Linked DNA regions of Mus musculus: regions 2, 3 and 4 are each linked to region 1. The links are chromatin contacts, called in public HiChIP or PLAC-seq and promoter capture Hi-C maps. All regions are on one chromosome and are shown on one strand. The core of a region is the stretch at or near the end of the contact, and the rest is flanking DNA. Distances in the headings are between cores, read along the strand shown. Region 1 holds the start of Mipol1 (mirror-image polydactyly 1). Region 2 has its middle 25 kb from the start of Fbxo33. Region 3 overlaps Sec23a (SEC23 homolog A, COPII coat complex component). Region 4 has its middle 110 kb from the start of Sec23a.

Evidence for each region. Promoter capture Hi-C pulls out the DNA fragments that hold promoters and counts their contacts. HiChIP or PLAC-seq counts read pairs in DNA pulled down with a chosen protein or histone mark.
Region 2: a promoter capture Hi-C map of liver shows a contact between it and region 1, with 3 times the contacts expected there. The contact joins the enhancer-like site here to the promoter of Mipol1 in region 1. A contact is called at or near these places in 4 of 39 promoter capture datasets (the 3T3-L1 cell line, the C10 cell line, liver and 1 more), 1 of 484 Hi-C or Micro-C datasets (the C10 cell line) and 2 of 115 datasets of contacts at active chromatin or transcription factors (large pre-B cells and pro-B cells).
Region 3: an H3K27ac HiChIP or PLAC-seq map of embryonic stem cells shows a contact between it and region 1, with 5 times the contacts expected there. The contact joins the enhancer-like site here to the promoter of Mipol1 in region 1. A contact is called at or near these places in 6 of 39 promoter capture datasets (the 3T3-L1 cell line, embryonic stem cells, hippocampal neurons and 2 more) and 3 of 115 datasets of contacts at active chromatin or transcription factors (embryonic stem cells and epiblast stem cells).
Region 4: a contact with region 1 is called in a promoter capture Hi-C map of pre-B cells. The contact joins the enhancer-like site here to the promoter of Mipol1 in region 1. A contact is called at or near these places in 3 of 39 promoter capture datasets (hippocampal neurons, liver and pre-B cells) and 3 of 115 datasets of contacts at active chromatin or transcription factors (the 230-238 cell line, acute myeloid leukemia and pro-B cells).

What each region holds. Positions count from the first base shown.
Region 1 is chr12:57,229,148-57,231,707 of GRCm38.p6, reverse strand. It overlaps Mipol1 (mirror-image polydactyly 1), which reads right to left and starts at 1,283. Exons shown (of 10, transcript NM_001164370.1): 1 at 1,097-1,283. It overlaps Prps1l3 (phosphoribosyl pyrophosphate synthetase 1-like 3), which reads right to left and starts at 1,296. Exons shown (of 2, transcript NM_001037746.3): 1 at 1,097-1,296.
Region 2 is chr12:59,193,657-59,196,216 of GRCm38.p6, reverse strand. No RefSeq gene overlaps it. Among named protein-coding and RNA genes, the nearest start is that of Fbxo33, 25 kb to the left of the region's middle. Within about 2 kb of position 1,271, at least 21 of the 459 cell types and tissues checked have an H3K27ac peak or open chromatin away from gene starts, as enhancers often do. A contact at or near this core is called in liver, where this site is marked.
Region 3 is chr12:58,980,253-58,982,812 of GRCm38.p6, reverse strand. It overlaps Sec23a (SEC23 homolog A, COPII coat complex component), which reads left to right. Exons shown (of 20, transcript NM_009147.2): 13 at 139-245. Among named protein-coding and RNA genes, the nearest start is that of Sec23a, 30 kb to the left of the region's middle. Within about 2 kb of position 1,267, at least 20 of the 459 cell types and tissues checked have an H3K27ac peak or open chromatin away from gene starts, as enhancers often do. A contact at or near this core is called in embryonic stem cells and epiblast stem cells, where this site is marked.
Region 4 is chr12:58,900,889-58,903,448 of GRCm38.p6, reverse strand. No RefSeq gene overlaps it. Among named protein-coding and RNA genes, the nearest start is that of Sec23a, 110 kb to the left of the region's middle. Within about 2 kb of position 1,293, at least 3 of the 459 cell types and tissues checked have an H3K27ac peak or open chromatin away from gene starts, as enhancers often do. A contact at or near this core is called in pre-B cells, where this site is marked.

The sequences.
Region 1 (2,560 bases), core at 34-2,533:
GCTTGCTCTCCATAGCATGCTTGGTTTGCTTCCTTAACAACTGCGGTCCAACCTGCCTGGGGCTGAAAAAACCCAGTGATCTGGGCCCTCTCATATCAATCATTAATCAAGAAAATGTTCCCAATCTGATGGAGGCAATTCCTCCTTTAACTACCCTCCTCTCAAGTCACTCTAGTTTGAGGCACATTGAGGTACGGGATGATAGCCTATGTAATGATTATGTAACTAACTGTCCTTTGATGTGAGGTTCATTCCAGATGGCAATACGAAACTTTGCAAAGTGAGGTAACTCGTGAGACAGGTTAAAACTGTCCTTCTTTAGCTGTCTACCACCATCGGGAATTAACGGACATCAAAACGCTCAAGGAGCCCTTCCAAAGGCCTATTCTCTTAGAAACCTAGTCTATTCTTCTATCTTGTAGTGTCCAACTTCAAGTACTTCACCAATACCACTGGGTGGTGTCATCCTCCAGTTAGAAAAGCCAGCTCTTGGCCGGGCGATGGTGGCGCACACCTTTAATCCCAGCACTCGGGAGGCAGAGGCAGGCGGATTTCTGAGTTCGAGGCCAGCCTGGTCTACAAAGTGAGCTCCAGGACAGCCAGGGCTATACAAAGAAACCCTGTCTCGAAAAAAAAACCAAAAAGAAAAAGAAAAAAAAGAAAAGCCAAATCTTGAATGTAGTGAAGGCAGAGTTTGCAGCTGCATCTTACTAATGTAGGCGCCGGGCATACTGAACTACACTGGGGTTTTTGCTCGCACTTTGAAGGGTGAGAACTGTGAATCGCTCAAGTGTCCCGCAAAAGCACAGAGTGGATCCGCGGTCCCGCCAGGACTGAAACCCTAACTCGTCAAAGCTTAGAGGAAAAACAGCCCACACTTCCGAGTCATTGTTCGTCCCTTCTTAACTTTTGAAAGACTATGACGCCATGAGGCCGAAACCTGGAGAAGGAGCGGTGTTGTCACCTGAGGACGCCGCGACGCGGGCCACGCAGCGCTCCTGCACCTCCAGGGGCCGCGGCCGGAAGTCCCGGGCGGGCTGCAGGCCACCCTGAGGTTCTCCCCCCTCCCCCAGCCGCTCCCGGTCCACGCCGTTACCTGAGGAGCCGCGGGATCCTTAAGCGCCCACTCCGCTCGCGTAGTTGCCCGGTCCTGTGGCGCCGCCACCGAGGCAGCCAATCGTCGCGCGAAACGCTGCGCGTGCCCCTGAGTAACCAAAAAGAGCAGAGCGGGCGAGAGGAAGCGCGCGAGAGCACGCGGGGACGAGGCTGCGCGCAGCGAGCATGCGCGAGTCCGCTGGCTGCCGCGGGGCGGGGCGGGACGGGGCGGGGCTTCCGGCGAGCTGGAGGGCTCAAGGATGGTTCCGGGCTGCTGGAAAGGAAGGCGACCTCGAGGTCGCGTTCTGTGGGAGGAGCTGACAACCAGTGCGCGCTAACTGGGGAAATGTGTGGTTCTCGGGCTCATCCCATGGAGTATCTTCACTGGGCAGTGGTTTCCTTCTGTGCGCAGTGCTTTGCGGGGACAGAAGGAAAGGTCCTGCGAAGTGAGCCAGAGTGAGACTTAGACATCGGCCAATGGTTTCAGAAAAGCTTTAAGGCTGGTGACATTTTGACTTCAGGACTAGAAAGGGTGTACTCAGAATGTTCAATCGCAGAACTTAAAAGAAAGGGCTGAACGCCAGGGATATTTTTAAAGCGAAGTATAGGAGTAATGTGGAATTCTATTAGATGATATAGCTGATAATATTCGAATATTTTTCTCCTTTTAAAGAAAGAGAAGTAGTGTCCCTATGCTGCCCTATCTAATCTAGAACTCCTGCACCCCACCCTAGCCACTGATGCTCTGGTAATTTAGTGTTGAGCTATTGAAGTCACTCTAACTTATCTATTTATTGAGGGCATACTACATGCCAAGTAGTCTTCTGGATGCTGGGGTAACAGTAATAATAGTAATTTTTTACACCCACAGCAGAAAATTATATTTATTTTCTGAATTAATAGACAAAGTTCGTGAAAGACTTTATTTTGGCTTATAGCAATACGAGATCCGTGTCCACCATGCTAATAAAGGCAGGATGGCAAAGTGGCTAGCCATCCAGTCAAAAAACAAGAGAATAGAAAATGGAGCTGGGCTCTATAACCAAAAAGCAGTGACCCATTTCCTCTAGCAAAGGTTCACCTTTCAGAAGTGCCACATACTCCACAAAGTAGGTGACAGGAGGAATGAAGCATGGAAAAAAAGGATGAGATGACCAGATGGAAATTATTTGGAATAAATAGAGCATAATACTAAAAAGAAAAAGTTTCATTATTTATGTAACTAATGACTAGTACTAGTGACTTGTGACAGATTCAGGCTTTAAATGCATTTTTAAATTTTATTTATTACTTTACATTAGTCGGAGTTGAATCATATTTTTATGTAAACAAACCACCACTAAAAAAATATGATTATGGTGGTACACATCTGTAATTCTGAACCTTTGAAGAGTGAACGTGAATTCCAGGACAGCCTGGGATACATAGCAAAAGTTTCCAAAAAAGAGGCCACACTAACTTCTAA
Region 2 (2,560 bases), core at 22-2,521, 2.0 Mb before region 1:
GTTATTCTGCTGAATGGACCTCTGCCATATGGACACCAGATTGCCTTCCAAATAGTTATGTTTCTATCCATAGGGGAGCAGTGCTGTCCTCTGCTTAGACAAGCTCCCGTTTGCCATGGGTAGCAGTAACTACAGAGACTCGTAACTTGTCAAAGTGGTAAATGCTCAACCATTTACTGTCTCCAGAACATGGCTGTTCTACCTAATCCTGACCTGAACTGAACTCACTACAGGAGGTAGGAGAACTTTTCAGAGCTGATGATATATAACACAGTATAAATTCAAATGAGACTACACAGCATGCCATCTGTTAGAGTAGTCATGAAGTTGCAGGTCACGTGCAGCGACATTATTTATAATCTGGTTCATTGGAGATTTTTTTTCTTCTTTTTTTTTTTTTTTTTTTTTTTTTGGTTTTTCGAGACAGGGTTTCTCTGTGTAGCCCTGGCTGTCCTGGAACTCACTCTGTAGACCAGGCTGGCCTCAAACTCAGAAATCTGCCTGCCTCTGCCTCCCAAGTGCTGGGATTAAAGGTGTGTACCACCACGCCCGGCTTTTTTTCTTTTCTTTCCTTTTTGGAGATTTTTTTTTACAGCCTTTCAGCACGGCGTTTTTGAGTATTAAGCAGTGTAATCTTGCTGTTTTCAGACGTTTCTGATATTCTGGCACGTTTCCCTGTTACCTTTGCCTCATGCTCATAGATCTAGCTGGAGAGATGAAGGGCCTTTCGTTCATGCTGACCTACATCCTCTTGAGCTTCAGTGTTGGTTCTATAAACCAAATTACAAAGACCTGCTTCCTAAATCTAAAACAAAAATGAAAACACCAGCTGCAACTGCTTTACGGAGTTATTTTGAAGAAGTATGAAACATCAGATGCAAAAATCAGTTTCTCCTAACATTCAGAGGCCTAGAGGGGTCAGGAATCCTGGTTACCACTCCAGCCTCATGTTACATAAGCATCTGTCCGACAGTTAACCAGTGCCCCGTGACCTCTGAGCTCTGATAGGAAGAGGGCAACTTCCAAGCACTGCTTACTATTTGAATACAAAACAAATTCTCTAAGAATAAACATCTATTTGCTTTAACCAAGATATCGGCTTCACAGGTATGTGCATGAAGGAGTGTTACCTCATTTTTAGTACACTTATAACCCTAAGATCCTCCTATATATCTTTTTTCCAAATACTTTCTGTTCCCCACCCCACCCCACCCCCAAAAAAACACAACAAACAAAACTAATCACAAGGCTAGAGACTTGACTCGGCACTTGAGCGCTCCCACTGCTCTTGTAGCAAACTCCAGTTTGATTTCCAGCACCCTTATCAGGTGGCTCACAAATGACTACAACTCCAGTTCCGGAGGATCCAACACCTTCTGGCCTCTGCTAGCACCTACACACTATGGTGCACGTAAATCCACTCAAACAGATGTACATACGTTTAAAAAAAGTAACAGAGTAACAGTACTATCAGTCACTGCATGCATTTAACCGTCCTCTAGATAAGAGCCTTAGCTCTCTGCCCAGGCACTTACCCATTTATACATTCAAATACTGCCAGAAAAGCAAGAGACAACCTTAGGCCTGCTGAAATTTAAATTTAAAATAAAATTAAATACTGGTGTTTGACATTATACAGACTAAATACTGTGTAGCCTGAAGACGTGGCACCTAAGCTGAGGAGGACTTACAAAGGGAAGCAGGGCGAGGCACAGCCCAGGAGTGACCAGCTTCTGGTAATACAGTTCATGCCACTACACACTGGAAAGCTTTGAAATTCTTACACAAAGAAATACTCCCATTTCTCAAACGAGGCTGAATCACATTTCTGTCTTACAAGAGCCCCCCCCCCTTCTTCCCCTCACTGTAACACACAGTAAGTTTATGTTCTTCAGAGCTTGTTTTAGGGGGGCTCTCAAATTTAAAACAAAAACCAAACCAAAAAAAGAGAGAAAGTTTTCTAACACTCCTAGCAAGTTCTGTGAAAATAGCTGAGAAAAAAATATATATGTGTGGTTTATGTTGTGAAAACAAAGCCTTAAGTTGTTTCTTAACTTACAGTTAAGAAAGCTTACAGTGAACCTGGAACTACTTCTGCAGATACAACAATTATCAACAAAGTTCACAAAACAACTCTATAGCTTCCTAACCCTATGTGCCGCAGGATATTTGGTTACACTGTGAACCCTGGGACTGTGTTCCTTACTAAGAAAATAACGTTTCTGGTTGTGCTGTATCTCAGCCCTTAGCACACACCTTTAATCCCTCTGGCTGGAATACAGACTCACCTTTGCACACATCTTTAATCCCAATGAAGTTAGTTAGTTTGTAAAAGGAAGCACCCATGTTTGAAAGTGATGTCTAAGTGGCAAGCAAAGTGATGAATCAGCGAAAGATTTGACAGAACAGGATATTCCCAACTTTCAAGAAAGGAGGGGCAACTTAAGAGAGAACAGCACAGAGAAATAAAGGGGGAGAAGGCTATTTTACTGGCAGGGTTTTACACAGACAGGTCGCAGGGGGAACAGGCTCCACACAGGTGAAGACAGAATGAGCCAGA
Region 3 (2,560 bases), core at 18-2,517, 1.8 Mb before region 1:
GGCCATCTCTCCAGCCCCTGGGCTTTTCCTTGTCCTACAGTGATTTTCTTAGTGGTAGAGAGTATGTTATTTTTGATACTGTGACATTATCATGGTAGATTTTGCCTAGTTCTTACTTCTTTATTTTTATGCATACAGCATAATGCTCCAATTCCTCAAGGAGGACGAGGTGCAGTCCAATTTGTGACCCAGTATCAGCACTCAAGTGGCCAGAGACGCATCCGAGTGACCACAATTGCTAGGAAGTAAGTTTTTTTTTTTTTTTTTTTTTTTAAATTAGAGTTGTAATTTATATATAAAAACTATTTTAGGCCATACTCCCAAGCTGGGTTTCTGAGTAACATTTATGCCTAGAAAAATAAACATTTGTGACTAAGGGCATTTTATGTCTTTTAAGCCTAGCTTATTTTGTAAAATAGTCAATGACAAGTATAATAGCAGTTTTTTGTGTTTTTTGTTTGTTTGTTTGTTTTTTTGTTTTTTTGAGACAGGGTTTCTCTGTATAGCCCTGGCTGTCCTGGAACTCACTCTGTAGACCAGGCTGGCCTCGAACTCAGAAATCCACCTGTCTCTGCCTCCCAAGTGCTGGGATTAAAGGTGTACACCACCACTGCCCAGCTATAATAGCAGTTTTTAAAAGTACTCCTAGGGGTGGGGAGGGAGGCCAGTTGGTAAGCAAGCATGTGGGCCTCAATTTGGTCCCCAGAACATGGGAAGAACAAAAAGCTAGATGTGCTGGAACTCATGTGCAATTGCATCCTGGGGGATGGAGACAGGCGAATCCTGGGTAGCTGTAGCTAGCCTAGCTTATCTGTGGAGTTCCAGGTCAGGGAGAAAGTCTGTCTTTAGAAGACAATATTTTACCAGACTAAGATATCTTACTCTTATTTACTGGAAACATTTAAATATTGTTGGATGAGAGAAAATTAAAAACAGAGAAAGGGGCTTGCCTTAGTCATTGATTTATTGCTGTGAAGAGATACCATAACCATGGTAGGTCTTGTAAAAGAAAACATTTAATTGGGGCCTACCTACAGTTCAGAGGTTTAGTCCACTTGTCAGCGCAGCAGGGCACATGGCAACACTTAGGCAGAAGTGGTGCTGGAAAGGTGGCTGAGAATTTTACATCCAGATTCATAGGCAACAGGAAGTGAAAGCCACTGGGATTGGCTTGACAAAAGCCCGCCCACCACCTGCTGATAGACTTCTTCCAACAAAGTCACACCTACTCCAAGTAGGTTTCACCTCATAATCCCTTTCAAGTCGTGCCACTCCCTAATGCATTCAAATATATGCACCCAAGGGGGCCGTTCTTCTTCTAACTACCTCAGGGCTGGGGTCCTGACTCAGCATTTAAGGGGCCATTCTTCTTCTAACTACCCCAGGGCTGGAGGCCTGACTCAGCATTTAAGGGGCCATTCTTCTTCTAACTACCCCAGGACTGGAGGCCTGACTCAGCATTTAAGGGGCCGTTCTTCTTCTAACTACCCCAGGGCTGGAGGCCTGACTCAGCATTTAAGGGGCCGTTCTTCTTCTAACTACCCCAGGGCTGGAGGCCTGACTCAGCATTTAAGAGTTCTTGCTGCTCTTACAGAGGACTATTGTTTGGTCGTGTTCCCCCACCCCCCATACCCAGGTTCGATGGTTAATAACTACTGATAACTCCAGGTCCAGGAGACCTGACACCCTGTTCTAGCTACTGTAGACATCTGTGCTCTTGTGTATACATATATACAGATATATACACATACACATGAATAAAAATAAAACTTAAAAGGCTGAAAAAATTAAATTTGTCACTATAAAATACATTACATATAAAGTAACATATCTAAAGTAATATATATGGTTTAGGGGTTGGGTCAGTGGGTTCAATCCTTGCCTGTACCTGAGTTTGATCACTAGAGTCCATGTGGAAAAGGTAGACATGGTCTGTGCTTGTAATCCCAGTGTAGAGGAAGCAGAGACAGGAGTATCCCTATGGCTTGCCATCCAGACACTTTAGGCTAATTGGTGAGCTGCATGCCAAAGAGCTACTGTCTCAAAGGAGATGGATGGTGCTCTTGAGAATGCATCCAGGGTTGTCCTCTGGCCTCCATAGGCATCTGGACACAGTGCATGTACACGCCCCACATGACCATACATGTACAACAACTTACATACAAGCCTTACACAAAGAATTGCCAGTCTTGTAGAGGATGAGATGCTTTGCATCTAGGATCAGCAGAAGTGTTAAAAACAAACCAATCCCCCAGAATTATGTCTTTGAAATTAAAAAAAGGTTCTATCTAAAGAAAGTTTGACTGGATTAAGTTTATAGAACATATGACCTTCTTTGGGAAGCAGAGGCATGAAGAGCTATTCTGTGAGTTTGAGGCCAGCCAGGCTCACACAGTTTATAATACTATCAACCCCTCAGACTGAAATTCTCATTTTCCCTGTATGTATATATGTGTGTGTGTGTATGCATGGGTGCACCAAGCGTGATCGTGTGGAAACCAGGGGTCAGAATCAAGTGTCTTTTTCTGTCACTCTCCATCCTAGCGCTTGAGGCGGGAAT
Region 4 (2,560 bases), core at 44-2,543, 1.7 Mb before region 1:
AAGAGAGGTTATGCATCTGGTTGTTTAGTCTGGGAGCCAAAATCCTTACTTACTTACTGTTCAGGGATCTATGTAAAATAATGGTTTGGGGGGAGTCCTTAGCTTTAAGTTAGAGAAAGATGACAAAGCAGTCAATGAGAACGATAGAATCTATGCTTTTAATGAGCTTCTGTACACTTGAGTCTACATTCGCTAATAACAGCACATATAACTTGGACAGTGATCTGGCAAAACTGTAGTGTCTTACACTGGACGTCTGACAAGAATTTGAGCAGATTTTCTCAGGTATGGAGTAGGTAGCTCAGTGATGGATGTTTCCTTCCAGCTGTGTGTTCAGCTACCATCTTCTGTGATCATTCCTCTTTCTTACTTGCATATTATATCCGATCTCTGATTATATCAGATGATAGAATGGATCAAGGGTCACTTTGCTCATAACTTTATCCATCTCCCTCTCTTCAAGATGCTGATCCTTTAGGCTGCAGAAACTCAAGATCCTGTCAGCGAGGAGACCATTGAAATGAGGCTTTCGTCTAAAGAGGAGAAAGGATTTTTTTTTTTTTTTTTTTTAGTAAAGCTGTTGATTGGTTCTGTGATTGCCCTGAATAGTCTACCAGGGAGACAGCCTGGCAGAATTCTCATTCCCATATCCCATCCCCAATGTGTCCTGCCTCACAAGAATGCAGTATCCTAGGATAGCCCTTAAATTCATGCTTAATTGTTGGGTCACATGAGTGAGGTTTTTTCTTGAGCCACAGGTTTAGATTAAGGCTTCTCAACCTCCTATAGCACCCACAGACAGAGTGTTCCGTGTTGTTTTCAACCAGTGCTGTCTCTATAGAGTCTGTCATGAAATAGAGTGGATACAGGAATGAATTGTTAGCTCCAAGTACAAGGGACTAATGGGTAACATGGCCCCAGACCTTAGTAGGTCCTGAGACCTTAGCACAACTGACTCCATGATGGAAGTACCATTCAGGCTGTAAAACTCAGCACATAGGCAGCACAACCTGTCAAAACTAAAACAAAAGCCTAATTCATCAAAGTCCACATGGTTCTGAGAAAGTCTCAAAATGTAGTAGCCTTGCCCTTTGGCTTCTGTAGTTCTGTTTCTGGCTATCTGTTCTTGTTAACTGAAGTATGTCAACTCAGGGTATACTTTTTTGTGCCTAAAAGCTCACTCTGAAAAAGACTCAGTGCTACAATGGGACCCTGAACATTCAGTGTAGCTGCCCACCAGCTAATAAAGACTTTCTGTCAGCTTAAACCACATCCTAGGATCTTCTCTGGTGAATGCCTCACAACGGAAGTATGATTGGCGGATTTCCAACTGTCTTCTGTGGTGTCTCTTCTGCTGTTATGAATTCTTCTCTGGAACCATAAGCCAACTTTGTTATGTAAGTTGCTTTTGGTCATGGTATTTTATTACAGCCAAAAAAAATTACAATATAACAAAGCACGACATTACTATCAAACACTAATTGTCAATTAGTTATCAATGAACTAAATTACTGATAGGGTTATGAATTAGTGGACAGAGAAAGAAACACAGATAACTTGTATTCAAACTAGTTCTGACTTAATATCTGAGGGTCATTTGGCAATTTATTTAGTTCTTTGTAAGCTTGAATTTCTCAATTTTCAAAAAAATGTGGAAGTTTCAGGTAATGTTTGTACAAGCATAGGACTTTTAATGTAGTAATTTCTCAATAAAAGTTAGCCACCATTTTTGTCTTATATTAAAAATAGGGAAATGCTTTGTTTTTTTATAAAAGAAAAATGTATGCAGTGGCAAGTTGTGGCTATGAAAATTGGTATAATCTTCCTGTAGAAAAACATTTTCAGTGTTAATCAAAAGCATTAAAATGTACATATGCTTTGATCAAGTATTTCCACATTTAGGAATTACTATAATAAAATAATCAGAGGTTTTAATAAATATGCATGAAGAAAATTTATGCTGACAGTTTCTTATAATTATACAAAGTGAAAATGAATATTCAGCAATAGGTAATCAGTTACACCAATTTGGTGGATTTTGAGCTAGGTTTCTATTTTTGAGAACATCATATAGACATCTGTATTTTGATTTTTTGTTGCTGTTTTTGGTTTTTTGAAACAGGATCTTACTTTGTAGTCCAGGCTGGCTTTGAACTCATGGCAATCTCTCTGTCTCAGCCTGCTGAGTGCATGGGCTATTATTTTTGTCCATAATGTACATTTATATTTTCATTTTATTTTTTTATGCATATGAGTGGTTTGCCTGCATGATACATCTGTGCACCAGTTATATGTATAGTATCTAAAGAGCTCAGAAGAGGGCATTGGGTCCCTTGGAACTGGAGTTATAGATTGTTATAAGCTACCATGTAGGTGCTGGGAATCAAATCTGGGTCCTCTGCAAGAACAATAAATGCTCTTTTATGGCTGAGCTAACTCTCCAGATCCCTTTATATTTTTGAATGGGAAAGTCCCCATTAAATGTCAAATGGAGAAACAGCATGAACTGTTAGAGGCAGTATGTACCACCAGAGAATTAATGTACCATGTAAACCAAACA